Regions from separate parts of the Mus musculus genome. Here all the other regions are linked to region 4. The links are chromatin contacts, called in public Hi-C, HiChIP or PLAC-seq and promoter capture Hi-C maps. All regions are on one chromosome and are shown on one strand. Each heading gives the region's core, a stretch centred on a gene start, on an enhancer-like site or on the middle of the called end of the contact. The rest is flanking DNA. Distances are from core to core; before and after follow the strand shown.

What was found. Promoter capture Hi-C pulls out the DNA fragments that hold promoters and counts their contacts. Hi-C and Micro-C count contacts between places; a contact is called where the count stands out from the background. HiChIP or PLAC-seq counts read pairs in DNA pulled down with a chosen protein or histone mark.
Region 1: a promoter capture Hi-C map of second pharyngeal arch cranial neural crest shows a contact between it and region 4, with 4 times the contacts expected there. The contact joins the enhancer-like site here to the promoter of Dab1 in region 4. A contact is called at or near these places in 5 of 39 promoter capture datasets (the 3T3-L1 cell line, the C10 cell line, liver and 2 more).
Region 2: a contact with region 4 is called in a promoter capture Hi-C map of hippocampal neurons, with 7 times the contacts expected there. The contact joins the enhancer-like site here to the promoter of Dab1 in region 4. A contact is called at or near these places in 5 of 39 promoter capture datasets (frontonasal cranial neural crest, hippocampal neurons, liver and 2 more).
Region 3: a contact with region 4 is called in a promoter capture Hi-C map of stem cell-derived epiblast-like cells, with 9 times the contacts expected there. The contact joins the promoter of C8a here to the promoter of Dab1 in region 4. A contact is called at or near these places in 8 of 39 promoter capture datasets (embryonic stem cells, hippocampal neurons, liver and 2 more) and 2 of 484 Hi-C or Micro-C datasets (both in cortical neurons).
Region 5: a contact with region 4 is called in an H3K4me3 HiChIP or PLAC-seq map of forebrain, with 6 times the contacts expected there. The contact joins the enhancer-like site here to the promoter of Dab1 in region 4. A contact is called at or near these places in 7 of 39 promoter capture datasets (the 3T3-L1 cell line, the C10 cell line, embryonic stem cells and 2 more) and 1 of 115 datasets of contacts at active chromatin or transcription factors (forebrain).
Region 6: a Hi-C map of cortical neurons shows a contact between it and region 4. The contact joins the enhancer-like site here to the promoter of Dab1 in region 4. A contact is called at or near these places in 8 of 39 promoter capture datasets (cranial neural crest, embryonic stem cells, hippocampal neurons and 3 more), 4 of 484 Hi-C or Micro-C datasets (cerebral cortex, cortical neurons and ventral hippocampal neurons) and 2 of 115 datasets of contacts at active chromatin or transcription factors (VIP interneurons and forebrain).

The regions. Positions count from the first base shown.
Region 1 is chr4:104,664,701-104,669,265 of GRCm38.p6, forward strand. The region is part of intron 7 of Dab1 (disabled 1); the gene reads left to right. Among named protein-coding and RNA genes, the nearest start is that of C8b, 99 kb to the right of the region's middle. Within about 2 kb of position 2,436, at least 12 of the 459 cell types and tissues checked have an H3K27ac peak or open chromatin away from gene starts, as enhancers often do. A contact at or near this core is called in second pharyngeal arch cranial neural crest, where this site is marked.
Region 2 is chr4:104,641,332-104,646,148 of GRCm38.p6, forward strand. All of the region lies in intron 7 of Dab1 (disabled 1), which reads left to right. Among named protein-coding and RNA genes, the nearest start is that of C8b, 120 kb to the right of the region's middle. Within about 2 kb of position 1,685, at least 45 of the 459 cell types and tissues checked have an H3K27ac peak or open chromatin away from gene starts, as enhancers often do. A contact at or near this core is called in hippocampal neurons, where this site is marked.
Region 3 is chr4:104,874,625-104,878,931 of GRCm38.p6, forward strand. It overlaps C8a (complement component 8, alpha polypeptide), which reads right to left and starts at 1,774. Exons shown (of 11, transcript NM_146148.2): 1 at 1,656-1,774. The coding sequence starts at 1,732. It also overlaps a transcript of Fyb2 not described here.
Region 4 is chr4:103,616,439-103,620,866 of GRCm38.p6, forward strand. It overlaps Dab1 (disabled 1), which reads left to right and starts at 3,062. Exons shown (of 18, transcript NM_001369047.1): 1 at 3,062-3,307. It overlaps Gm36604 (a long non-coding RNA gene), which reads right to left and starts at 2,616. Exons shown (of 3, transcript XR_376479.3): 1 at 2,018-2,616.
Region 5 is chr4:104,684,823-104,689,656 of GRCm38.p6, forward strand. Dab1 (disabled 1) reads left to right here. Exons shown (of 18, transcript NM_001369047.1): 12 at 3,561-3,620. Among named protein-coding and RNA genes, the nearest start is that of C8b, 79 kb to the right of the region's middle. Within about 2 kb of position 1,734, at least 13 of the 459 cell types and tissues checked have an H3K27ac peak or open chromatin away from gene starts, as enhancers often do. A contact at or near this core is called in forebrain, where this site is marked.
Region 6 is chr4:104,891,337-104,895,842 of GRCm38.p6, forward strand. It overlaps a transcript of Fyb2 not described here. Among named protein-coding and RNA genes, the nearest start is that of Gm40216, 3.5 kb to the left of the region's middle. Within about 2 kb of position 2,460, at least 11 of the 459 cell types and tissues checked have an H3K27ac peak or open chromatin away from gene starts, as enhancers often do. A contact at or near this core is called in cortical neurons and forebrain, where this site is marked.

The DNA.
Region 1 (4,565 bases), core at 1,186-3,685, 1.0 Mb after region 4:
AAGATGATGTGCCTGGGCCTCCATACTAGCCCTGTCCTCTCTCTCCATTAGCTCACAGTGATGAGTGACTCTGCAAGGAACACATAGATGACCTCACACAGATGCACACCTATCAGTCACCCTGGGAGTTTTCAGAAGTCCTCAAAGCAAGCTGCATTTGGCCATGGCCCTCACTACTACCCATGCCTTAAAGTGGTTGCCTGTCCCTTAGTTGATCCTTAACTTTTGTTTATTGACCTAAGTATCTCTTCTTAGCAGCCCTTACTAGAGAGGCCAGCTCCCCAGTTTATTCCACTTTGGGTCTGGTCTCAGTATCTCCAGGTCTCTGAGAACCTGCTAGACTCTACTCTAGTAGAGTAGACTAGAGTAGAGACTCCAAACTTTTCTCTCCTGACCATGGGCTCCTAAAGAGGTGGGGCTGCCTCAATTAACATATATTTTCCATGTCTTGTTCCTCTGTGGTGTCTTATAGGGTCACACAATGATTGGAAGGGCAGGCAAGTCAGCTCTATGTCTAAGGTTGTTTCTGGCACATCAGGTGCCACTCAAATTTTTATACCACCTAAGCACATAAGTTTACCATGCAGTCTTCAAGGTGATGCCCCAAAATAGCTTCTTATGAAAGAGGACGACCAGATCAGTGACTTCCCCACATCACAGATAGAAGAAACTGGAGAGCCAAGAACAATTCAAACCATCAACTCTTCTTCACACCTTGCTCACAATTCACCATAAGTTAACATAAAGCCATATAATGAAGTCAGGAGCCACATCTAACTGTAACACCATGTCTTAGTTTTAGTAAGACAAAATCCTGTCATTGATTGCTAGGAGACTTTGAAGTTTTGCGGCCACAGATTGAGGCCTGCCAAGCAGGAATTAATAGGTCAGGGAGACTAGTATTCATCTTCAGTTCACAAGCACATTTCTAGACCCCACCCCCCACCCACACCCACACCCACACAAACCACAGAGTCTGCTCTCACAACCCAGGGCCAGGTTGCTCAGCTCATGTGTACTCTAGCCCAGGCCCTTAGACAAACTGCTCCAGCAGGGGGAGCCCTTTGAAGTAACTGTCATCCAAGAATCAGCAGGATCAATTTTGTTGCAGTGAGTTGAACTGAACATTTCCACCAGCCCTCAGTTTTGCTCTAGCTTGAAACTCCTTCATCCCCTGGCCCTTCCTCCCATTGTCACCTTCAAAGACTGTCACCCTTGATGTCACATTTTATGGTCCCAAACTGCTGCATTTCTTATCCCATGTGTTTTATAGCTATGTGACTCTGCTTTTGTTCTGGTTGGACTATCTTAAGGCCTTCCTCCTCCACAGTCACTTCAAGCCTCTATTTCTACCTTGTTTTTACCTTGATTATGATATAAGCACAGTATTTGGTCATTCATCAGCAAATCATTACTAACAACATACGTGTGCATGCGAGCAAGCACTCACGTACTCACTCATGTGAGTACACACACACACTTTCAGACATTATGCTAGATGATAGGGATACCATACAGAAGAAGAACTGAAAATTAAAATTACTTCTCTGGTTTCCTTAGTCTATGGAAGAATCATATGCTAACCAAGGAAGCAGACACACAAAGGGAGATTTACAGATCATGGCATGCATTGAGAGACTGGGCAGGGGTCCTTTGACAACATTAGCTTCCCTGTCACACTGCTATGGAAATGAGCTGCAAAGGGGCAGGTATCTTGCTAGCCCCAGCATCCCACACAGTCCTGATGGTCACTTGTAGGAGTCAAGCTTGCTTCCGAGGTCTGGGCCAATGCAGAGTGGTATTTACTGCAGAAGCTTTCCTTCTTCCACCTTCACTCGGGTGCTGCTGTCCTGGAGTCTGGCACAGAGGTGAAGCTGTGTGAAGAAGAGGAAGGAGAGATGGGAGGGAAGACAACCGAACAAAGCCAGATTACCCATGAAGCTTGACACCACACTGCCCTTCACCCCCAGCCTGTTCTTCACTATTGATTGAAAATTGATTAGGCAAGTTGCTTAACCACCCTGAGTCACACTTCTCCCTTCTCAAATAGGAAAAAGATTTTTGAGTTGATGTCCACTCCACCTCTGACACCCTCAGGTAGCTTGGAGTGATGATAGAACTGCACCTGATGCCTTTCTGAAGAAGAAGGGGGCAGTTTTGTGCTAATTTCTTTTACTGACAGTTCATTTTCCAAAGCAACAGCCTAACAAATCATGGGGCCAATTAGTGTAAGAGAAACAATTGATCCCTGTGCTCTGTGAGCTCAGCCCACCGCCTCAGTGGTTTGCGGCGTATTTGGGGAATGCTGCACAGCGCTAAATGGGAACTAATTGGACAGATGCAGCTGTAAATTGCACGGCGCTGCACTACACTGCAAGCTTCCGATGGCGGCAGCAGCATGGCCTGACAGTAATAGGAAAACTATTACCAGGCTTCCCGTCTCATACTGAAAACCAGCCCAGCATAGCCCTGCCTCCTTGTCTTACAGCAGGGAACAGGGAAGCTCACCCAGGGAACAGAGGCTGGACAAGATACCATCACAACTGTTCAGTGCTGGTTTCCTTTACCCCTGACCCCACCACCCTGTTGTCCTGACAGCCTTCTCAAATAAAGAGTCCTAGAAATACAATGTAGATGTCTAATGGCTTAAGGATACTGCAGCAAAGCTCTAGCATACTGGGTAATGGAAACAACCAGGGGGAGCTGTCCACTGTGTCAGAGGCTGGGAGTCTCAGGCCAGTGTCTACAGGATGATTCTGCCCTTGCTCTTAAAGGATCCCGTGCTCTTCTCATGGCTTACTCATCTTCTTTGACACCTCTTGGGTTGGGGATACTCCCCCCATGATCTCTGCTATGATTTTATGTGGAGTTCTCTAGATATGCTTGTTTTTCTCCAGTTTCCCCCTTGTCTGTGATAGTTGCATTAGGGTCTCACCATGCTCCAATATGGCCTTCTCTTACTGTGTATATGATTAGTGTTCCCAAATTAGGGCATCTCCTGAAATGCTGAGATTTGCGACTTCAGGGTACGTACTCAGGAAGAAGGACAGTACATATTTCAGCAGGCAACAGGAACATATAGTTTCAGGAACAGAACTTTTGAGGTGGGTAACAACTGTTCATGATTAGGCACTCCCTGTACAGGGCAGAACACCAGGAATTTTACATGATTTTATTTAATTCTCACCTCCATTCAAAAAGTCTGGGAAATCTGTCCTATATAACAATACCGATCATGGTGGATTTACAATTCAGGTTGCGATCTGTGTCAGGCTGAAATCATGTCTGGGGTCTTACTGCTGTGGGTGCCTCTGCCAGCATCAGCTCTCCATTTCGCTTCCTTACTGTGTTAAACAATGGCATTGGCTTCCCCAGCTTCTCTTCGAGCCCTCCTTCCACCGGCTGCAGTGTAATCAATTCACATTCTTGCAAGTTTCTGTCTCCCTAAGACACTTTCCTGTGACCAAGGCAAAGGTTAATTTCAAATTGGTGACAACATAAAAAGTAATCTTCCGTTAAATATAATGACCTCATTTCTGTGGTGACCTGTGGCAAAACATGAAACTTCGTTTCATGCAACCACACTCATTTACCTACTTGCTACAATCATTTTATACCACAAGTTAAAATGTTGAAATCGTCAGTTATATTGCTAAATACCTACATCGGCAATTAGGATTCCTCATGCAGAAAGAAAAAGAAATAAAAATAACAGATATAGGGGAGCAGAAATAGAGGCCATCTAAGTACATTAGAAACTATGGAGGCAAAGAGACAGCTGGAACTTGGAACCAGCCATCCCTGGTGGCAACTCATATTAGCTGTGTGACCCAAGATAAGCTATTCCACTGATTAGTATGTGTCAACTCCACACAAACTTAGTTATGCCTTGGAAGAGGAAACCTCAATTACGGAAATCCTTCTATCAGATTCACCTATGGGGCACTTTTTGATTGCTAATTGACTGAAGGGGACACATCCCACTGTTGATAGTATCATCCCTAGGCAGAGGGGCCTGGGCTGTAAAAGAAAGGTAGCTGAGCAAGCCAGGGGGAAGCAAGACAGTGAGCAGCATCCCTCCATGGCCTCTGCTTTAGTTCTGGCCTTGAGTTTCTGCTTTCGCATCCCTCAATGATATAAGATGAAATAAGCTCTTTCCTCCTCAATTTACCTTTGGTCATACTATTTTATCATAGCAACAGAGAAGCAGAGTGGCACTCAACCCGGCTGGGCCTCAGTTACTTGAACAGTGAAAGGAGGGGGAGATGTCTGTAATGTTATTGGATGGGTGAGACAGATGAGGGCTACATATACAGAGCACGTAGCATAATTAATGCCTAGCAGATAGTGAGAACTCTCTGAATAGTATCATTTTTATTTAAAAAGGGGGGGGGCTGATAAAATAAAAATATAAAGTCTGGATGCTTATACTGAGAAGAAATCAATCTCTCTCTCTCTCTCTCTCTCTCTCTCTCTCTCTCACACACACACACACACACACACACACACACCAGCTATTCAAGAGTATAAATTGTCCCCATTGTCGCTGTGCCCGTTCCACCTGA
Region 2 (4,817 bases), core at 435-2,934, 1.0 Mb after region 4:
CTTTGAGTTCTCAGATCACCATGCTGCAGATATTCCCAACTTTAGACTTACCCTCAGAGCTTCATCCCAAACAGATGTTGGAGAAGCCCAGCCTTACTGAAAATAACATTCATCCTACAGGTGATCAAAACTGGAGGTTGCTAAAAGGCCTGGTATGTGTGAAAAATGCAGTCCTGTCCCCCCACGAGCGTGTATGAAACTCTCGTCATCATTGCGCACTGGGCGCAAGGTGTGTTGAAAGCCCATCCTGAGTGAGAGGGTGGGAGCATGACAGGGTCCATGTTCGGGAGTTGGGAGCAGAGGTTGTTGACCCTCGGATGAGTGGCTGAATGAGCAAACGCTTTTCAGAAGAAGACTCCCCAGCAGCGGTACGAACAGTAAGAGCAGGAAGCAGATGCTGGTCCGTCAGAAAGAGTAACCGCCACACCGGAAGTAGAAACCAAATCCCAAGGGCACACACAGGGAGGGTTGAAGTTGCAGTTACCAATCCCAGCACCCGGACTGCCACAGGCAGTGACAGTACATGAAGGGCAAGCTGGAGAAGATCTGTTATTGTCACATTCTGGGTATGGCCAAGACTAGTTGGGTCAGAGTAAGGGATGTAGCATCAAGCCCTGAAGGCAAGCATGAGTAGGCCCAAATGGTCATGGAGGAAGGCTGCTCTGTTATTCACAATGATGTCTCCTTTACTCCTGCAGGCACTCATCAGCCTACTTTACCCAGCTCTTACGGACTAAGAGACTTGACTTCATAGAATGCTCTCTTGATATCTAGATTATATTAATGCAGTCCATGCCCCTATGTCATGCACTTGGGTAGACTTAGGAGTGCAGCCCTGACAAAGACAGTAGCATCTTGTCCTGGAGCAACTGGCACACCCAATAATGGAGGCACGACCCTAACTGAATAGCTAGAAGAGTGTGGGAAAGGGAGCCATGGAGAACAGAGCTGTGGTAAGGAGTGGGAAGCCGCCCTTCTGACTGCAGGGTAGATGTTAGGGCAGGGAGGAGCTGCTGTATGGCAAGCAGGGACTGAGGCTTTCAAGTGTGTGGATAAAGATGGACTCCCTAACTATGTGTAAGCTGAAGGTCCTATAAGAATCCATCCTACATACTCTCTCCTTACTGAATTCTGCAGACAGCTGAATCTTCAGCAAAGCCTTCTGCCCATGTTGGGGTAAAATGTTGTGTTGGAATAACTGGGTTTGGTTTTATCTTATACTCTTAATCAAGAGAACTACCAGGAAATGGTCTACACAAGGAAGGGAAAGGCCTGTCCAGAGCTGACTGTGCACGGTAGATGGGAAACCATGTTGGTGCTGTCCACATTAGCCTAGTGTCCTTTCCCACACTCTTTGAGTTGAGTGGGATCCTCCCAGGGTAGATGAACAGCGGATGAGCTGGCCAGGGTTCAGCAGCTTGGGCAAGGGGAGAACTTGGCTCCCACCTGAGACTTTATGATTTCATACCTGGACTACACTGTGACTGTCCCTTCTGAGCCCACCCAGTAGGATGCATAGAGTTAGGCATTTGTATTCTTTCCTAAATGTCAATGGCTGGCATGGGTACAGTCCTCTGGACTTCCGCCAGCTAAAGTGTATTTTGCCCAAAGCACTGGTCCTCAGTTCTGAGCTGGACTCATTCAAGTCGTGCCAAGTTCTTCTTGAGACAGGGCTCAGTGTCCTGTTCCCTGAGCAGGCTCGTTTTTGTTCTTCCTCACTAACCACGTCACATCTCAAGGGCTAACTCTGTATCTATGCTCCTCGAATCTAGCACGGGGTTACATATGGATTGGCTACTACTGTGTATTACTTCAAAATGACCAATTGATTGATCTTGGTTAACAGCGTGAAGAAAATCACTTTCTATTTCTGGGCCTCGGTGACCTCATCTGTAAGTCAGAGCTGTCAGACATAGTTCTCTCCTCATGAGAGCAGGGCTCATCAGTCCAGTGCAGCTAGACACTTGCCTCCCCAAGACCTGGATAAACTTAGTCTATTCTGCCTGGCTTCATTTATTCCTTTGCAATGGACATATTTATCTGGTCCCCCCTCCCTCTGTCTTGTCTTGAGCACAGGAATGGAATCTCACTAATTTCTCCCAAGCTTAACACCTGGAAGGAGCTCAGAAGATGAGGAATGTCTGTCTGTCTGTCTGTCTATCTTGCTTTCATCCCTTTACCAACTTTATGCTTTTAAATGGACCTCCTTGTCCTATCATTGAATCAATGGAAACCACTCTGTGTATCTCAAGCTCTTTTCTCTCTGAAGCATTATACTATGAGTGGAAATTCAAATTTTCGTGATTTGCAATCCTGCCTGGCAGTCCCTAGACAAGACAGGAAGAGGAAGCCCCGCCCTACCAACTGGAGCCCTCTGGGACTGATCCAGACCCATGTACATCAAAGATGGCTTATGCTGGCTGTTTATAAAAGAGATGCATGCCCCGCCAAACTCAGGGAATGACCTAAAATTTGTGATGAAGCTTTTAAACTGGGCAAATAGAACACTCGCTCCTCCCACCCCCTGTGCAGGAATGGTTTTAATGAGCCTGTGCCTTGTGAAGATTAAAGGAACAAACCCCTGAAACCACCCCCACCCCCCGGACCAAAAAAAAAAAAAAAAAAAAAAACTCTCGGTGCATAGAATATACTGGGGCCAGGGGAGGGGTTGTCAGAGGAATAACTGAACAGGAAGAAAGATTTCAAGACATCAAATAAATATCAAATAGCAGGAGCTCTCCATGCCATTTAAGATCTTGTTTCTGTTGGAGAAAAGGTTAACCCAAAGTAGATACTATTGCCTAAGAGAAGGAGAAGGAGATTAATAGAATGGGGTGCCTGCCTGGGGGGGCCTCAGAGGATGGGGTTCTCCAGCAAGGCAGGTGCTGGTCTTTGCAGTAGAGAGGCTCATGAGGTGAGGAGATCTGCCAGAAAGAAGGTGTCAAGCCCAGATGCAACTGTCTTTGCCTGTGTTCCCCCCCCTCCCCCAAGCCAATTGAAAAGAGGGTCAGGAATAGCATCCCTGCCTGCTTCGCTCCAACCCCATGGATATGCCCTACAAGGAAATGACATCACTTGTAAAATTAGAACATGGAAATTAAAATGGAAAATTTTTAAAGGGAAAAAAAAAACAACTTTCGGGAAAATCAAAGAAAGTAGCAGAGTGAAATCCTGCTGAGTGTTGGAGGCTGTCTCCACACAGACTGTTTAATTGGCGTTGTATTTTGAGGGTTAGATTAGAGGAAGAAGAAAAAAGACAGTGTTCAACCTGATTTACATGAAAATGAGAAGAAGGGAAAAGTGGGATATTAAAATGTGTGAGTTGAATCCTTAGATCTCGGAATTGTGAGTGGCACACGGCAGAACTTTTAAATTGGCTACATTGCTTTAATTGAAATATAGAATTGTAATAACACAATGTGACAGGTGCCTATAGGACTGTGGGGTGGGGAAAAGGACCGAAGCTTCCCCCACCTCTCCTTGAAGCAGTAGAAACAGAGATGAAAAAAAAAAAAATATATATATATATATATACACACAAAGATAGACATTCACACAAGTGTCAGCATGCATGGGAACACACACACACACATGCACACACACACACACACAGAAGCACACACAGGAAGAGAAGCACTTGAAAAGGCTTTGTTCTTTTATAGGTTCTTTGAGGCTTGCTTTATTGAAAAGTACATTTTTCCTTATTCGCTTCAGGGTCCAATTAATGCACCCCATTGCACCCCAGTTCTCAGCATGCTCTTGCCATGGGGGTATTTTGCATCAATTAGCATATTTGTTGTTTGCTAGATGGAAGAAAGGGATGTGTAAAAATATCCAGGTTTGGGGGCTGGTGAGATGGCTCAGTGGTTAAGAACGCCGACTGCTCTTCCAAAGGTCCGGAGTTCAAATCCCAGCAACCACATGGTGGCTCACAACCATTTGTAATGAAATCTGATGCCGTCTTCTGGAGTGTCTGAAGACAGCTACAGTGTACTTAAATATAATAAATAAATAAATAAATAAATAAATAAATAAATAAATATTAAAAATATATATATCCAGGTTTGTCCACAAAGACCCCAAACCTGTGGCTGGTATGTCACAGGTTAGTGGTTTCAGAGGTTCCCCACCAAGCCTGCATGCCTGTGGCTCTTTTCAAATGTGAACAGATGCTGGAGCGTATGCAGGGTGACTGGACCCAGAGGCCAACTGGGGAATGGGTTCAGGAATGGAGGATTGATTGTTGTGAGAGTCAGAAAAGAGCCTAGGACCAGATGCTTTCTCATTGACCAACCTCCTCACATCTCAGTCCATTCCTGGTGGGACTCGCTGGCTGGCACACTTCTCTATAACCATGAACTGTGATCTCATACTCTCAAGTCTCTTCCTCCTCCCAAGACCTATCCCTATGTCCGCATGCATTGTGTGGTTCAGAGGTCTTGCTGCAGCCGTCACAAGCCTCTCCTTGTGGATACATGGGGCCAGGGTACCCTGTGACCTCACTCTGCTTTTCCAATATGGGCTTTCCCATAAAATCTGGACCTGAGAAACAGCTCACCTTAGGCAAACAGTTTTTCTCCACCATCAGGCATAGAATCGAATAACAGACCATCATTTAAATTAACTGACTGACGCCCTCCCAGCCTTATTTCCTGGCACGCGTCTCCTTCACGTCAGCCCACTTCAATGTTAAAAGGAAGGTAAAGCTTATTTTAAAATGTAAATTTATCTGCTCTAGGTTGTGGCAGCATTCCTCTTTAGATGATTTGTGTTGAAAGACTATATATTTGTTTTTCCTGCCTGCTGTTGTCCAGGGC
Region 3 (4,307 bases), core at 524-3,023, 1.3 Mb after region 4:
TCCAACCCTAACAATGGTCCTAGCCACCCCATGCCATCCATGCCTGGGGGCAGCTCTTGGTGAGTGCTTTAAGTGGGGCCTTGTTCCATTGTTCTAGGGACTTGCAGGCACTTAATTCCTGATCTTATTTTCCTCCTGTTTCACAAGTGTGTAAGATGCAGCCTGGAACACTTATGTAATTTGCTCAAGATCAAATAACTATTCATAGCGAGTGCCAGCACAGGGATTTGAACCCAGGAGAATGATTTTTGTCCTGTAACTTTCTATTTTGAAAACCGATGTCAGACGCACTGGCAGTGAGCGCCATGGTTTCTCCCTCAGCACTTTGTAAAGCACTGACTTGGATCTCTCTGCCTTAACGCGAAATTTGCCTCTTCACTGAACTGTCTTGTTTGATAAGTTCATCAAACATCAAGACCCTGTTCGTTTTCAGAAAGGATTACGATGATAAGCTTTTATAATTGAGAGTATCTCAGCTGAGATTTTCTTCACCACCGACCTCTTGCCTGGGTCTTCTAATTATTATTAGCGATGGATTTTATGATGTTCTAAAACTGTATTTGTTTTAAATACAAGCTACAGATTATCTGCTTATAAAACACGTCTCCCCTTCTGAACTGTTACTTAAAGGGACTCTCTCTTACTGTGGTATTTAATCCAGTGGTTCTCAACCTTCCTAGCGCTGTGCCCCTTTAAGACAGTTCCTTACATTGTGGTGACCCCCACTGAAAAAAAAATTGTTTCTACTTCGTAATTGTAATTTTGCTACAGTTATAAATCATAAGGTTAATCTCTGACATGCAGGATATCTAATATGCATCCCCTGTGAAAGGGTCATTTAACCCTTACAAAGGGGTCAGGACCCACAGGTTGAGAACCACTGATTTGAGCACTAATGATTCAAAATTAAATCAACGAATAAGAATTTGACTAAAATAACTTTATTTTAAGCCTCCAATGTTTGAAAGGCAGAGAATGCTTAAAATAAAGTCCCAAAGGTTAGATAAAGGTTCTGCTTAAGTACAATAAAATATTCAACAATGAAATATAAATATCTGAAGGCAGGTTGGAAATCTCAGGAAAATAGAAGAGCCAAAAATGCAAGACACAGGAGAATGTTGCCTCTGCTGTCTCCTCAAAACAAAGGTTTAGAATGATGTGGCCACGTCTCTCTACAATGTCTTGCTCTTACCCACAAAAATATTTACATATATTACCTAAATATATCCCCCCAACCAGTGTAAGTGGGATTTCTTTTTTACCATTTTCTCTTAACTGTCTCACATTGCTTGAGAAAAATTCGACTTATTAAATGCCTACTATATACAGAGGACATTTGAAATCCAGGATTGTATTACATCTGCATCTTCTGTTATAGAAGAGGTGCTATGAGGCTCCATCTACAGGCAGGAAAACTGGGAAATCAGAGAGATTAAACACTGTGGTCTGCGTTACCCCACTGCTGAGTGGAAATTGATAGCTGGCTGATCTCGTTATTACTAACTGGCTTCTCCTCTGCTCCACTCCTCCGCTGGATTAGTAACAATATGAAAAGAGATTCTCTTCCATGCCACCACAGCCCACTGCCAACATCACCATGTCTTAGATTCCCCAGCAGAAGACCTCAGTTTTGTAAGGATCCAAAGCCCACTTACTGGTTCACCTTCTCTTGTGCAGTTACCCCAGGGTGCCATGCCACCAAAGACAAGCCAAAGAAAGCAACCACAAACATCTCATCCAGAAGTCACCAACTAGTGTCTATGTAAAAGACGAGAAGAGCCTACCTTAGAAGCCATAGATATATCCAGGCTGGGACCCAAATTGTCTACCGGATGTTTAAAATGGTCAAAAGTCCCCCAGTTCCCATTCAATGTGATTAACTAGTAACCAAGGTATTGATTAGCCAAACGCCTTCAAAATGGCCCCAAGCCCTTTAGCCCTTTTAAAAAATTATCCACATGGCTAAGGAAAGGTGATGTTTAACTAAAATCAGTTCAGTGAAGAGTTTTGTTTTCAGAGAGATGCAGGTGCTGTTGCAGGCATCCTGGTGTCTTGTAGTGGCTCCTGGAGCTTCTACAGTCAAATGAGTCTGTTGTTGAAGAGAGTAGCAAGGCATAAGGCTCATTTGGTACAGAAGTTCAGATGCAAGCATCCAGGAAGGTACAGGCATGCTGACAGTTACATAAAGGTTTTGCCATGGCTCTCCAAACATCTGGAGCCTGGAAATGCATGTGACTCACTGGACTTTCTACTTTCAATACAAACACTGAGTATCATTAAGATTCAGCCTATTTATGTCTCAAGGGGACCAGATGTCTTAAATATACATCTTCAGAAACTCTCTCTGGAATTATAATGCCAATCATAGCCAACACATCTGCACTGAAGATGCCATACCTGGATATAATCCCCCACTCCCGCAGACATAAAGTAAATCAAGTAACTAGAGATGGACAGAAAATAGATGAGTAAATAGCCAAGAGTCGTTAAATACTACTCTATGCGATAGGTGCTTCGTATGTCTCTTTGTATTTAATCTTCAATCAAGAAGTCTGCCACGTGAAAATTACTAAGTCCATATTGCCACGGATGAAGTGAGAGCTCAGATCAGTGCTGAGCTAACTAGCTCAAGGGTGTACAGCTGCCTGGCTATGCCTGGAGCGGTGCAGCTTTGCCTTAGTGGGATTAGCCGGTTGCATCATTACTGATCTCAATGGGGAGACACACTGACCAGCTTGGGCGCCTGAGATTCTGATTCGTGTGTGGAAACCTCAGAAAGCCATCAAGCAGCAGCTCCCTTCCTCTCCTCAGAGGTGTAGGCAGATGTGAGCGCCTGTTCTGAAAGCTGGAGGGGTCCTAAGACTGTCTCTCTGCTTCCCACTTCTCTCCAGTTTTGATTCCTAGGTCGTCTTCGCCTCAGTTTTCCCCTGCGTATACATCATTTGAAAACTTTCTTGTCTTCTTCTCCCACAAGAAACTAAGTTGGTCTTTTCTGTGCTGTGACTGCAGATATAGGGATGGGGATGTTACATCTGGACACCCTTGAACTGCTCAAGGTAGTGTATCTGGACCTCACCTTTCTCCTAACTCCTGACATCCAATGTATGACAAAGTTCCTATCTCAGACATGCAGAGTCCCCTGAGACTGGAACTCAGGGTCCCCAACCATTTCCATAGATTCCTTCATGGGGAACAGACCTCCCCCAGCACTGTCTTCTCCAGCAGGGGTGACATTACCCTCCAAAGACCACTTGACAATGCCCAAGGATGCTTATGATGGTCCCATGGGGTAGAGATATGCTATTGGCATCCAGTGGATAGAGACAAAGCCGCTGCTGAATGTCCCACAATGCACAGAGGTCCCCACTACAGAGAAATATAACTAACCAAAGTATCAATGATGCCTGTGAGGTACTACGAGAGTCTGGCCTGCCTTCTTCTTCCCAGAACTCCTGGGTCTCTCCTTTTTATATGTATGATGGTGGCATGCTCTTTTTAAACCCACTGTCTCCTGAAGTTTCCCATGTGACTATTCTCCTTATCTCAAACCTCGGTGACATTCAGACTCCTAGTTGGCCTTTTATCATCTCTCCCCCAACATCTCCAACATTGTCATTTAAGGTCCATTGCTTTTCTCTGTAATGTTTCCTCCTTCTTGCCTTGTCTTCACTAGCATAAAACATCCCAGCCTCTCCCTCACATACACTCTGAGACTCTTGCCTGAGTCCTGGTGGGCCTCATTCTCCTTCCATTCCATGGCTGAGTTCATCTTCCATGATCTCATTGTCCCCTCAGGACAACCTACAGACCCCTTGCCTTCCTCCCACTTTATCGAAGCGGTGACTCTGGTCACCTTGACTCTTCCATTAGAGCCATCTGTAGCCATCACACCCACCTTTCTGCCAGGCGTCTTCTGGAAGCCAGGTCCATCACACAGACCTGTTATAAGGCTCCAATTAGGAATCATTGCCTTGTTATCCCATAAACATGGCAAGGGCACTTTTAATTTTTCTCCTATTGTTTCCTCGAGTGTGGAGGCTCTCTGGAAAGTGAGCCTTATGTTAGCGTAAGTTCAGCTCCTGATCCTTCCTGATAATCTCTCATGTCACTCAGTATTGGATCTTCAACAAGAGCTATTGATCCATGGCTAATCAAGTGATCCATTAAAAGAGATGGCTTTCACAGTACTTGCATTTATCATTTTTATCTTCAAAACAGTTGTCTTTATTATTTCAAGGTGTGTGTGTGTATGTATATGTGAACATGGGCACATGCCATAGCACATGTGTGGAGATCAAAGAACAACT
Region 4 (4,428 bases), core at 1,812-4,311:
CATATACTACATAGACACTCAATTATCAAGCTATGTCCTTACCTATTCTTCAGTCTTTAAAACATTGAAGCAGAGTCTCACTGTGTACCCTGATAGTTTTTGAATTTATCAGCTTCTTGGGTAGTTGAGATTACAGTCACAAGTCCCCAGACCCAGAAGAACCAATTCTTCTCATTAACAGCACTGCAGTGGTAATATAGAAGTCAGTTTCTAAGACCATGTGGCCTTTAAGATCTCTTTTGAATTTCAACAGCTCAAGCTTGGGGCTTGAAGGCCATTGGAGAGGAGTGAAATGTATTGAGTCAGTGCGAGGGAAGGAATTGGCTATTTTAGAAATCTAAGTTCTGGATCTCCATTGTATTAAACTCCTCTGGGTTCTAGAAGTCAGCAACACCATCAGGGCTAAGGACATCCAAAGCACACAGACATGAGAGGAATCAAGTTCCAGCTCTGCTGCTTCTCCTAACCGTGTTGAGCTCCTTTAATGGTCACAGGTCACACTACCCAATCTTGCTTGTTTTAACTCCCAGGGCTTTGGTGGCATGTTGTAGTGGATCTCGTGGCTTTTGAAAACTGCTGTGGTCAGACATGTAAGGGACTGATCATGTTTCTCAGCTAAGAGATCCTTTCCTGTTGCTAAGAGAGAAGAGGCTGTTTTCTTCTCCTACCATCTCTGGCTTTACAAATCCCCTCCCCCCAACCTCCAGCCCCCTTTTCCTTTCTATTTTTTGTAGCTTGGGAGCTTCATAGGACAATTGTTGTGTATGCTTCAAGCTGGATGAGGGTGGCGGACAGGAAAACATCAAAAGGATGGAAACAAAATGGAAATCTGTTTTCTGCTTGAGAAGATGGCAGCCGGGTTCAGGGACCAGCATTGTGAATGCAATCATCACCACACATCTGAAAGAGGCATCAGGACTCCGTAGTTCTGACATGTCCAGGAAAGGCAGTTCCTAGAGGGAATAGAGGGCATGTGTGGTGCTTGGGCTTCTGGAGGACCCAAAGTAAAGAGATCTTAAAGATGAAGTTAACAGTCATTTAGTCCCTTGGGTACATCTTCCTGGTATCATTTTATCAACACAGTAAGTCATGAGAATATGTAACCATTTACATCTTCTGGTTGAGGAAAGGATATTTAGAGAGTGGGTTGGGATGGCTCATGTTCAGGCTCCCTGAACTGCTCACCAGTGGCTTTTACTCCCAATCTCTTGTTGGATGAAGGAAAAGTTGATGTGGTTTGTGATTATGGAAGTCAGGAGATGGTGAGGGACTTTTATCCAGCACTGTTGGATCTTCTTACTGATTCTTCTTCCAATGGCATTTGCCCAAGTTCTCTCCAATCCACTATCTCCATAGCAGCCAGAGTGAACTTTTTTTTTTTTTTTTTGGTTTTTCGAGACAGGGTTTCTCTCTATAGCTCTGGCTGTCCTGGAACTCACTTTGTAAACCAGGCTGGCCTTGAACTCAGAAATCTGCCTGCCTCTGCCTCCGGAGTGCTGGGATTAAAGGCGTGTGCCACCACGCCCGGCCAGAGTGAACTTTTACAAATCAACCCCACAGGGAATGCTACACCACTCACATCCCTAACTCCAGTGCCAAATCTACTTACTGACCTCTGTGGAGGTGAACCTCCCTGTCAGATGGAACCACCCACTCTATATCATACCACTGGGTCATTACCCTTGCTGCTTCCAGCTACAGGTGTACCCTCCTCCATCTTAGATGCCCTCAACTCATTCCTGCATGGGACATTTGCTCTGGCTGTTTCTTCTGCCCTGGAGATGAGGAGATGAGGTCCTACTGACGTAGAACTTGGGTTAGCAGTTATGACCTAAGCAGGTTCCTACTTGTTCCAGTTCCCTAGGTGTTCCGGTTGTTGTTATTGTGATAAAACACTGACCAAAGCCAACTTAGTGGTGTTACTTCATCTTATAGGTTTCAGTCCATCATTGAGGGAAGTCAGAGCAGGGACCTGGAGTAGGAATGGAAGCACAGACCATAAAGGGACTCTGCTTACCTGCTTGCTCTCCATGGCTTGTTCAGCTTACTTCTTAGACAACCCAAGACACCTGCCCAGAAGTAGCTCCACTCACAGAAGGCTGGCCTCTCCCACATTAACCCTCAATCAAGAATGTGGCCGGAAGACACGCCCACAGGCCCATATAATGGAAGCAACATCTCAGTCTGAGGGTCTCTCTTCCCAGGTGACTCAAGTTTCGTGTCAAGTTGACAAAAGCAAGCTAAGTAGCATCTCCAGTCACTTCACATTGCATGCCACCATCTATTTCAATCTTGGTGATCAATACCACTCAACAACTCTTCTTGATTTACTTATTTTCTGTGTCTTCACTGGAGAGAAAAGTCCAAGCCAAGCTGTACTCTACTCTATAAAATAGGGATTGGCATAGAACCGAGGTACGCTCACGGCAAATATTTACTGGGTTGTTGCTGACAGTTGTTGAGGGAAGGCAGGCTTGCATTGGAAGAAGGAAGAAATTAAGCTTTGTTTAGGGAGTTCCACTCTGTTTATCTCATTATATTCTCACCACAACCTCACAGAAAAGCTCATCTGATTCCCATTTTATTGATGAAGCAACAGGGACCCAATCCTCTGGTGCGGGCTGCCTCTCTCAGTGCCCACAAGCCTGCTCCCAAGGCGGCATCTAGAAACCACGTGCAATCAGGAGGGTGCCTCTGTAGCAGTAACCTCCCGTGCAAAGACCTTCCCTGGGAAGTGGCAGTTGGAAATGAGTTTCCATAATAAACCTCTGTTGCTTGCCCTAAAGCTCAGACATTCTAGGGAGCAGAGAGCCTAAGGAGAGCGCTGCGGGGAGACCAGTGATGGTTATAGACGATGCTGTGGTGATTTAGGAGGGAGTGGCAATTGGGTGCTGAGGGTCCTTTCCTGAGCAGAGCCCACACTGTGGCCAGGTGCAGCCAAGCCACTCTTGCCGGCGCTCGTATCCTTAGTTAGGTGGCGAAATGCTGATGGGCTCTCCTATTCGGGGGAATGCGGTAGTGATGTATAAGGTATGAAAGATGTGGCCTGCAGAGAGCCGGCACTATCTCTACTGCTGCTGCTGCTGCCACCGCTGCCTTTGCTGCCGCCACTACTGCCGCCACTAGAGCTGCCGGGAGTGAGCCTCCCTTCTTCCAGATACCCAGCTCCGTTGCATCTCCCGCTCCCTGGCCCCGCACGGACCTCCCCGCCCCAGGGAACAAAAGCAGAGTCCGGTCGCCCTGTTCTGCAGCCAGAGGATGATGTGTCGAGAGGGCTGAGCAGAGTGTGGTCTTCAGCGGCTGGAAGGTAGGAGAGGGTGTTGCGCCTGGCGGCCGCGGCGTGGAAAGCTAGGGTGGGCGCGCCAGGGCAAGGATGGCTTCAGTCGTCCAGCCGTCGGGTGGGCGCCTCATGGACCCTGCAGGGTGGTGGTCTGCAGCGCCGCGGCCGCAATGCCCACTGCGGGCCGAGAGTCGCGTTCCCGCAGCCACGAGGGAGCCCCTGCATGGGGACTGGAGGCGGAGGAAAGAAAAGTCTGAAGCCCAAAGCCAAGCGGTGGTGGCTGCAGAAGGGCTGTCCGCAGCTCTTGGACTTGGTGGCGCGTTTCGCCGCGCTGAACGGCCAGGCGGCGGCCGCAGTGTGCGCAAAGTTTTGGGTAGCGCGCAAAGGCGCAGGCAAGGGCCGCGCACAGAGGGGCAAGTTGTGGCCAGAGAGCTAGGGCGACCCTCAGGACAACCAGCGGGGTTTGCCTAAGAAGGGGACAGGTGGATTCTGCTCCCCTCCAGCATAGAGGAGACTGGGTTGGAGCGGCGTCGTTTTAACCCTTTGGTCCCCGGGGGAAAACAACTTCATCCGTGTTGGAGCCTGCTGGACCCTGGCCGCTTTGAGGCTCCTGGTTTGATCCTCCTGTGGCCGTGCGCAATTCTCTGCTTCTGTCGCGTTTTCATTTCTAGCCTCTTAGGTTTTAGCTGGCCTGGGGTCTTTCCCTAGGTCTGTATCCCTTGGACCATTGCGTACATGTTTCTCTATCTCCTCGCTAGATTGACTCTTGGATGCTGCTTTGAAAAATGAAATGATTAATCAATTAGGTTAGTGGTCAATTAGGCATAACCTTGTAGGAAAATAATTATGTCGGGCTCTCAGCTTCCACCGGTGATGAGGTGGGAATCGAGCCCAGGTACGGGGGCTGTTCCCAAATAATAGTACTGGGGCGGGGGCGGAGGGGGGGGCGGTTGCGTTCTGGAATTTAAAATTAAGAGGATGGTGACCACCCACCAAGGTGGTGGGAGTCAACGGAGGAGTGTGTGTGTGTGTGTGTGTGTGTGTGTGTGTGGTGTGGTGTGGTTTGTGTGTGTGTGTCTGTGTGCGTGCGCGCTTGCTTCAGTTTTTGCTGAGAAAATTAACCCTTGACAGACTAGTCTGGGTAGACT
Region 5 (4,834 bases), core at 484-2,983, 1.1 Mb after region 4:
TTCTGTCCTAACAGAAAGAGAAACTGCCTACAGAGCTCACTTTGTGGGAGAGCCCCTCAGAAAGCTGAAGCCCTGCTTTGCTGTTGTGTTCAACATGACAATGAAGAGGCTCTGAGGCAATTTGAGACATCTTTCCAAGGGGGAGCGATGCCTCCTCCTATTAATAATCATAATTGTCTCTTGTGTCACGTGCCTCAGAAAACATTAGTTCTCTTTAGAATAGCACAGGGCAATTTTACACGTGACTTACCGGTGACCTTTCTGTCATTTGGTGAGTTGAGAAGAGAAACTGAGGCTGTCATTTTCAACATAAGGGAATCCGAGTGCCAACGTCACAGGCTCTAATTCCAGTCCACAAGTGGGGCCTCTCGCTTTCTAAGTGGGTATTTTTCACTTCATTTGTTCAGAGCTTATTGTTAATCTCCCCATGTGTTAAGTATCAATTTTAAACAGTAAAGCTAGTCCTGTGTCGCCCAACACACCCCTGAATGGCCTCTCTACACATAATTACCACACTGCTGACCTGAATGTGCCCTCTGTGTGTATCACTTCAGGTGTAAGAGTCTACTTAACTTGTTCATTGAGAAGTATATATGTGGGCACCTAAGTATCTGCTGAGCACCTAGGAAACTAATAGTGACCACTGCACGGTCTCTGTCCTTAAGGATTTTATAGATAATCCCCTAGATGCTCATGTCAACCAGTAGAGGAAACTGGGGCTCAGAGAGCAACATGTCTCCTCTAAGTCACCCACCCTAGACCCAAGCCTGGGTTAGGGACCAGATCCTCACTGCTTCATCTAAAATGTTAACACTCTACATCACTGTTGTATACCTCAGTGGTCCCTTAGATGGAACAAATCACATGTGCAGAGCCAGACCTTAGCCCTCACCGGCGAATGTTTGATGAGGCAAATCTTTGCTTAATGTTTAGATATAAAAGTTCAAGGATAACTGAGTATGCGCCCTGTGCTGAGCAAGCTTACAGAGCTGTGGTCCTAGTGACACACAGACAGCACGTGCTGTCGTAGCTCCATGAGTAGAAAAAGCCTGTTTCACATTCTGCATTAGTAGCTTGTATATAGTTCCATCTCCCCCAATCCAAGGAGTTCTGCTGACTCGGGGCCGTATCTTCCATTCTCCCTGTCTGGAAAGGGCACACTCCCTGACAGAGCAGTTACTTGGGGACTTTTCTTTCATGGTGAAAGAGTAGCAGGGAAACAAAACAAACCATCCCAAACCTCCAAACCAGATTTGGTAGAGGGAGGCAGGACTGGTGAGAAGATGGCCTGGAGGAGATAAATCTTAAAGGACAAACAAGCAGATTGATACCTCACCCATGGGAGAGCCAAGTAGAAAAGTGTTTGCAATTATGCACAGTTTGGGTTTCTCCGTCGCAGGGCTTGTGCTCCATTTGCGGGGATAATTGAGAAGCAGCCGCAGTTCAACTGCGCTAAGTGCCCGTAGTGAGCGGTGAATTACAGGCAACAGAACACTCCTCACTCTGCTCAGGAAAGGGTGAGCTACTGAAAACAAAAGCGAGGGCTGGGAATTTATCGGCCCTCGTTAACAAGGACTCTCTAGGCATTCGGGGGAGGCTTCCTTCTAAATGGAGCCCAGTTATCAGGACCAAAGAAATGACATTCTCCCTTGGATACCTGCACACTGGGCTTGGGGAAGGTGATCTTCCACCCGGCCCTGCTTACTCATAGCTCTGCTTTTCTGCAAGGATGCACATGGGCCTCTGGGAACGTGGGGCATGATGTTTTATAGAGAAGGATGTGGCTGGAGCAGCAGCCTGAACAGTGTAGCAATAAACAGGGAACTGCCTGAGCGGCAGGGCCTGGCCGCCCCAATCCCTGACTGTTGGACCCTCTCTCCAGGCCTGATCTTCCTCCTCTACATCACAGAGCGGGATGGCTGTAGTTCTGAATGACTTATCCCGGTTATTCTATCGCTATTTATGGAAAATGGAATGTTTGCCTCCCTGCCAGCTCCTGGGACTTGCCTAGTGCCATGTTAACTAACTAACTAGTAATGTTAAGACTAAACATCTTATTTTGATACCCGAAAGATCTGGGTTTGGACACCACCAGGTCTGAAGTTTGGGGCAAAGTCTGAAACATCTCTGAGCCTCACTTTCTATCATTTGAGGGTAGGGTTGGCATCAGGAGTTTAAGTTAAACGGGGGTAAATATAGGAGAATTCAACATGTCAGTTCAGGTTCTTACTCAGGGATGGAATAGCTGGCTCGTCCATGTGTGGCAAGCAATCTTTTTTTTTTTAGTATCCCCCACACTGCTGTATGGAAGATTTACCCAGCAGGTATTCAAAGCGGACCTTCTGGTTATGACATACTCTATCTGCTCCTGAGGAGCATCCAGCCTGCTGGAAAGACAGTCCCACTGTCAGGACATTATAAATCCACTGCTGCTTGGTCTCTGCCGAGGAGAGCAAAGCCGTGGCAGTCTGGGGGAGGAGCAGTTAATGAGTGCTTCCAATCTGGAATGTTTCAGTGCAGAGCCCTTGATTGACACATTAGAGAAGTATTCAACACTATTAATATCACAAAATGTGTTCATATACATATGTATATGATTATGTGTGACAAAGGAGATCATCGGCCCGCCATATTTCAGTATTGTGGGGCTTCATCGTTCTTGCTCGTCTGATATCCTGTTTCTCGTTTTGCTTCTTAGCATAACCTGAGTGAGATACATTGTCGGTCAGGCAACAAAGCCAGTGGGGATGGATGACCCGCTCAGGGTGTTGCAGGCAGCAAGTAGCCCCAGGAGGCCAGATGCATGAGCAGGGGAAAGAAGTGAGGGGAGATCTGGAGGGCTGTCAGCTTAGTCGGGAACTCCTGGATCCTGGTGTCTTACATTCCCTGTCATGTGGGCCCTTCCTTTGATTGGCAGGTGGCTTATGTGAGACACCAGTAGAAAGCTGGCAGGTACTAGGGACTTGGTTTGTTTGTTTGTTTGTTTTTTTATAGCACAGAGACATGTATGCTCAACCACAAACTCTGTAGTTACATCAGAGAAAATCAAAACAGCTGAACTTCCTGTAGGATTAATCAAATGAAGTTGGGTGTTTTGTTGTTGTTGTTGTTGTTGTTCTGTTTTGGTTTTTCATTTCCACCACATGATGCTTGAGGTCCCCATAGCTATTCTTTGATTCTAAGAAAGGCTCAAGAGCAGGAATTTATTATAAGATAGTTACCCCTGTCCTGATAAAATGTTCTCAAGGGAAAGAGATTGGCTTGAGGCCTTCACAGCTAACACCACTCCTCGGGGCTGCGTCCTGGATCTGTCTTAGGGGCCATCTCACGGACAGTCAAACATGCAGACATGATTTACTGAGTTGAAAGTGGAGCACCAAGCCAGATGATGGTGGCACAAACCTTTAATCCCACCACTTGGGAGGCAGAGACAGGGGAATCTATGAGTTCACCGCCAACCTTGTCTACAGGGCAAGGTCCAGGCCATCCAGGGCTACATAGAGAAAAAGAACGAAAGTGGAACCCCAGTGTTTTGACTGTTGAATTTGATTTCTCTCTAGGTTCCCACCAGCCAAAAGAAGGAAGGTGTTTATGATGTGCCAAAAAGTCAACCTGTAAGTGTAAGTACATGTGCCTCTGCAGCGGCCCAATTCACGCAGAGGCTGCACCTGACGGGGCCGCCTCTTCCAGAATTAGTCTTACATATGGCTGCTCATGAATATGGGGACAGATACTTAAGGGAAGAATGGTACAGATGAGCAAGGGGCCAATCGGGACAAAGGACTGTTCCTCTTGTTCCTGTGAGTAGAGAGGGATGGGGTTGGATAATACAAACAGCTCTGCCTGAGGGGGCTCAAGGTCCCAGGTATTCCAGAATAAAGGGCTCCAACCACAGCTTTATAGTACATGGTCAAGTATAGAACACTGTTGGTTTTTTTTTCTACCCATCCAATCTGAAAATGGTTGAGACATTTCAAAGGAACTAAAACATAAAGGGCTGGTCCAGGCCTTTGAGGTATGTAAGAACACACACCATTAGCAGAGACTTACAGAAAAGGCCCTGTTTAGCAGGCTTGCAGAGACACTGGCAGGAGGGTGGGGCCGTGGTAAGGACAATATCCAGTGTATCTGGACCCCATCTGCTGGAGGGTCTCCCAGGAATCTGAACCAGAAAGGAAAATTGAGCTCTACCCTGGCACTGAAGGTAAACTCATATTCCTAATGCCAGGAGCATTGAGGGCTGGCCTGCTCTTTGGGTTTCAATTGGCCCAACCCCCATTACAGTTTCCTTCAGCTCGGTTTGGGCCTGGATTGACTCACTTGCCCCTGACAGGTTTAGATATGCGAGGAAACACGCTCTATTTGCTGCCCTAGTTCTTCTGATTTTATTAGCCATTCTGGTCACACCCTCTCCATGCTTAATAGCTCCAAGGGGAAAAAAACCTAAGCCTCTTAGCCTGGCAGACAGGCTGTCTAAAGGGCTCCTTTGGCTCACAAGTCTCTTGCCCCTCTTCTGGCCCAGCTCTCCAGACCCTGCCTTCTTCCTGCTCTGTCTGCTGCCTGATATTCCTTTATCCAATTATCAGGGAGACATGGGTTTCTGCTCTGATCACCCCTATCTTTGTGGCACTGTAACACTTATTCCCCTATGAATAGCATGTCTTCCCCAACACCTCCATGAGTCTCCTGAGGTTCTTGTATTACCAAAAGGTGAACCCTGGTAGTTGGATGCCAGGCTGGAAGTGAGCTTAGAAATATTTAATGAAAGACAATTGACTCTATCCCTTGGAAGGAATCTATGAGAATTCCTAGTTCTTCTACTTAAAGGGATTCC
Region 6 (4,506 bases), core at 1,210-3,709, 1.3 Mb after region 4:
AGCGAGGGAACCTGTTTATGTCTTGCTGGTGATCAGTGGGAGAGGTTTTGGTACCAGGCAACTGTCTCAGCTTCACCTTTACCTCCAGTGTGTGCCTTTCCTGCTTATTGTTCCTAACTTACAAGGTTTCACATTTAACACAATGTTAATAACCTATAATCTCCTTTTCAAACAAGACAATAAATAAACATGTACAAAGAAGTAATAGAAAAGTTGGGTCTTGGTGGAAGATAATTCATCACAGAGTTCAAAAGGAGAATGGTTAAGAACAGAGCCCCCCAGAGGCCCTTGATCCTGTGAAGGTTCTATGCCCCAGTATAGGGGACTGCCAGGGCCAGGAAGCAGGAGTGGGTGGGTTGATGAGTTGGGGGCAGGGGGGACAGATAGGGGGTTTTCAGAGGGGAAACTAGGAAAGGGATAACATTTGAAATGTAAATAAAGAAAATATCTAATAAAAAAAATTCTTTAAAAATACAAGGAACAGAGCGTCCTAGGCAGGTGTGGACAGGGTGAGACAAACCAGTGAGATGAGGTCCAGGCCAGGAAGAACTGGCGCCGTTCCCACAGGAGGAGTTCCTGGCACAGCCCAAAGCCAAGGCATGAGGAAGTACAAGAAGGCAAAGACACGGGGACTGCCTATGACCCGCAGCACAATAGGGGGAGGCAGGAGAGATGCTGTGACCATCTTGCCTCACCTTGGGACCTCACACTAGAACTTCACAACTAGAACGTGCCAGCACCACCCTGGCCACGGTTCCCTGTAGCTCAGCCTTCCGGAGCACAGAGAAGGCCTAAGGAAGGCAGGAAGGCGGGGGAGGAAGTTGAGAACAAGCTGCTGAGGTGAATATGATGTCAGAGGATGGAACATGGTCACATAGCAATCACATGGACAACTAAGAGCCAGAAGAGTGGTGCGGTCAGCCCACTCTGTGACATGTGTGCTGCTCCTGCCTACTCAGTAAAACATGTGCTGCTCCTGTGTGGAACCTCATAGCAAACCTTGCGTGATGGCCTTCCTGTCCACCTAGCCCCCTTTCCTTCATTCTGGACCGCTGCCTTGACACCCTTGACCTCTGGACATTTGCAACATGTCTGCCAACCACGCCTAGCGCTTCTTACCTCCAAGTTCCTTTGATTCTAGCTTGTTTAGTCTATCTGGGCCTCTGTGACAGAATGCCACAGACTAGACGACTTACCGAAGAAAACCTTTCTTCCCCACCATTCTAGAGACCAAGCAATCAAGGCACAGGTAGGCATGGGTCTGAGCAGAAATCACTTTCTACGTCACAGCCAGCTGGCTTCTTGCTGTTGTCATGGGGGACAGGAGGTGGACATCAGTTGGATCCAGGATGGCTCTGACCTTATCAAAGGTCTCCTTCCAAACACAAGCACACTGAGGATTAGGCCCAATATAAGGATTCGAGGTGGACAGACATTGAGGTTGGTCTAGCGGCTCATCTTCCTCGGTCCATGTGGTCTGCTTCCCACAAGGCCAAGGGAAGTACCTCCTGCTAGTCCATGCGGCTGGGTGAGAGATCGCTGTAGGCTCTCGTTCCCACTGTCTTGACCTTTCTTCACCATTCATCTAAATTCTAACACCTCTAACAGCAGGCCTCCTTTAGAGCCAAGGGATTTAGGAGTTGAGCCTCATGCCCAGATGGGTCCACCGTCACCCACCCATTTAGGACTTCAAAGCAAAGTCTGAGTGCCTAAACCACAGACTCAGAATCTGTGAAAATACAGAGGTCCAACGTATTTGTAACTGTATTTAGGAAAATGCAAGTCCTTTTCCAGGAAGACAGTGGGTATTTGTTGACTACCTGTGATGGCCACACAAAAACATACACAGACACGGATACACACAGACACAGATACACACACAGACACACACACACACAGACACACACAGATATACACAAACACACACACACAGATACACACAGACACGGATACACACAGACACACACAGACACAGATACACACACACACAGAGAGACACACACACACACACAGACACAGATACACACACACACAGATATACACACACACACAGATACACACACACACACACACCACTTAGCTCATCTCATATTTATGCCCAATCTGTGAGAGAGCTGCTATGAGCAGCCTGAAGATCATTTGCCCAAAATCTCAGTTTCATTGCCGCAGAAAGGCAAGGTTCCAATTCTTTTTGCAGTGCTTCCCTTACTGCATGGCTTTGCAGCAGACCTTATGCCGGGGATTTCCTTGTAGAACTGTCCTCTTGTCCTTGATTCTGGGCCCCTAACTTGACCCCTAGGGTCCTGGGAGTCTGTTACATGTCTGCAATCCACCCTTCCCCCAGGCTTCATGCTTCAAATCTCTCTGTTCCTCAGAGGCTGCTTGCACCCTGTGTCCAGAAAATGCCACAGACGGTGTTTTGTCCACGGCGCCCTGTTACATCATTACCTCTACCTAGCAAGGGCACAGCTTGTCCAAGTGACTGGAGAGAGGACAGGGGAACTTTGAAGACAATGGTGCCTTACGTTATAGCAAGCACTCTCCTAAGCATCTGATTTGGGTTTTAAAGACACATTTACACAGGAGAACAGTCTTTTGGTTCGGTTGCCTCCAATTTTCTGTCATCTGAATCATAGCCAAGGAATAAATTGAATCTTTTTCTAACATAGAATATATTACTCTTGAAATAGTAGGAAATGTTGATAATTGCCTTTTATTGGACTCACAAATAATTTATAAGTTGGTCCGATTTAAAAAAAAAAAAAAGTATTATAGTCTTATTTCTTTGGTTTCTTCCTTGAGGCAAGTATCAGCCTCTAAAAATAGAACCCGTGTAGAGATGGGCCTAGCGCTCCCCCTGGTGGTCACTATTTAGGATTGCAGGCTCCATAAATGGACCTGAAGCTGTAGGCTACATTTGAATAATTCCTTTTCCCCTAAGTACACAGAAAGATTTGATTTATTCTTCCCAGCCATGTCTGCATTACAGAGTACTTCTCCTTAGAAAGTCTATCTGCTTTGAGCGTAAGTAAATGATCTATTCCTCATATACATTATCAGGCTGAACGTCTCGGAGGTAGTAAGAGCTTTCCTGGTTCTATCAAATGTCAGGAAAGCTGGGAGTTTCTTCTTTGCTTTAGAAAATACGGAGGAGTGAAATGCAAGCTGGCTGTCAGAGAATCACAGGGACAAGATATTGAAGGGATGACTCGTGACTGTGTGCGCGGAGAGAGTGCAGTGGAGAGATGGACGGGAGTCTCAGAACCGTGGGTCAGAGGCAGGATCCTGGGACGCCCTCCACTGCAATAGCAGATACACACACTGCCTTTCTCTGGAGAGACTGTGATGCCCTGCCTTCCTTGCAGGTAACTAGAGACCCAAGTAGCAGTTCCAGACAGTGGGCTGAAAAGCTAGCTGCGGCACTTCCTGGCCTAACCCTCAAGCACCTGGTGACGGCTCCCACTGTCTCTGTGTTCACACAAATGCCAACGGAATATTCCAAGATATCACAGGAGCAAAGTGGAGTCATCTCTTGTTTGAAAAGTATTTCTTTTCATTTTTTGAGATTATGTTACAATTGATATCATTCTCTCCACATCTTCGTCCCTCCAAACCCTCCCCTATACCCTTCCTTGCTCTCTTTCAAATTCACAGTATCTTTTTTTTATTAATTATCATCTTCTACAAGCAGACACAAATATACATACATATACACGTTTATATATTTATATGAATGTACATATACATATACATAAATGCATAAATGCAGTCTGTAAATGCTTCTTGTATATATGTTTTCAGGGCTGGCCATTTGGAATTGCATGACCAATCCATGTGTTCTTCCCTGGGGAAGACAGTTTCTTCCTCTCTCAGCACTGCTTAGTTGCCTCTGGTTCTTCCTTTCAGGCTGAGGCCTCTCTCTTCCTCCTGTCCACTTTGCCATGCCTACTGTTGTCCTTTCTCAGCTCGTGCTTAGGCAACTGTGTTGCTGAGACTTCGTGGCTGTGGTTTCTGATATTCCTGGAAGACACAATATCACAGCAAACTCCCTATCCCCCTGGCTCTTCTAGTCTTTTGGTTCCCTCTTCCTCAGTGATCTCTGAGCCTTGGGTGTGGGAGTTATGTCATAGATGTATTCATTGGGACTAGGTCCCACAACAGTATGCTTTGATTGGTTGTGGTTTTCTGTAATGTTCTCTATTTATTGAAAGAGAAGTTTCCTTGATGAGAGATGAAAGCTACACTCATCTGTGAATAGAAGGACCAACATTATAACGTAGTTAAGAATTATGCTAGTTTAGTAAAATAGCAGTTAAAGGCTTTCCTCCAAGATCCATGACTTCACTAGCCCTGGGTAGTTGGTTAGGTTTTTAGTACTGTACACAATTTCCTTCTTGTTGAATACATCTTAAGTCCAATTAGAGTGTTCCTGGTGACCACCTAGTTACGCATTACCACTACCACACTCTTAGAGACAGCAAACCATGGTGGTGGTTGCTGTGGTTC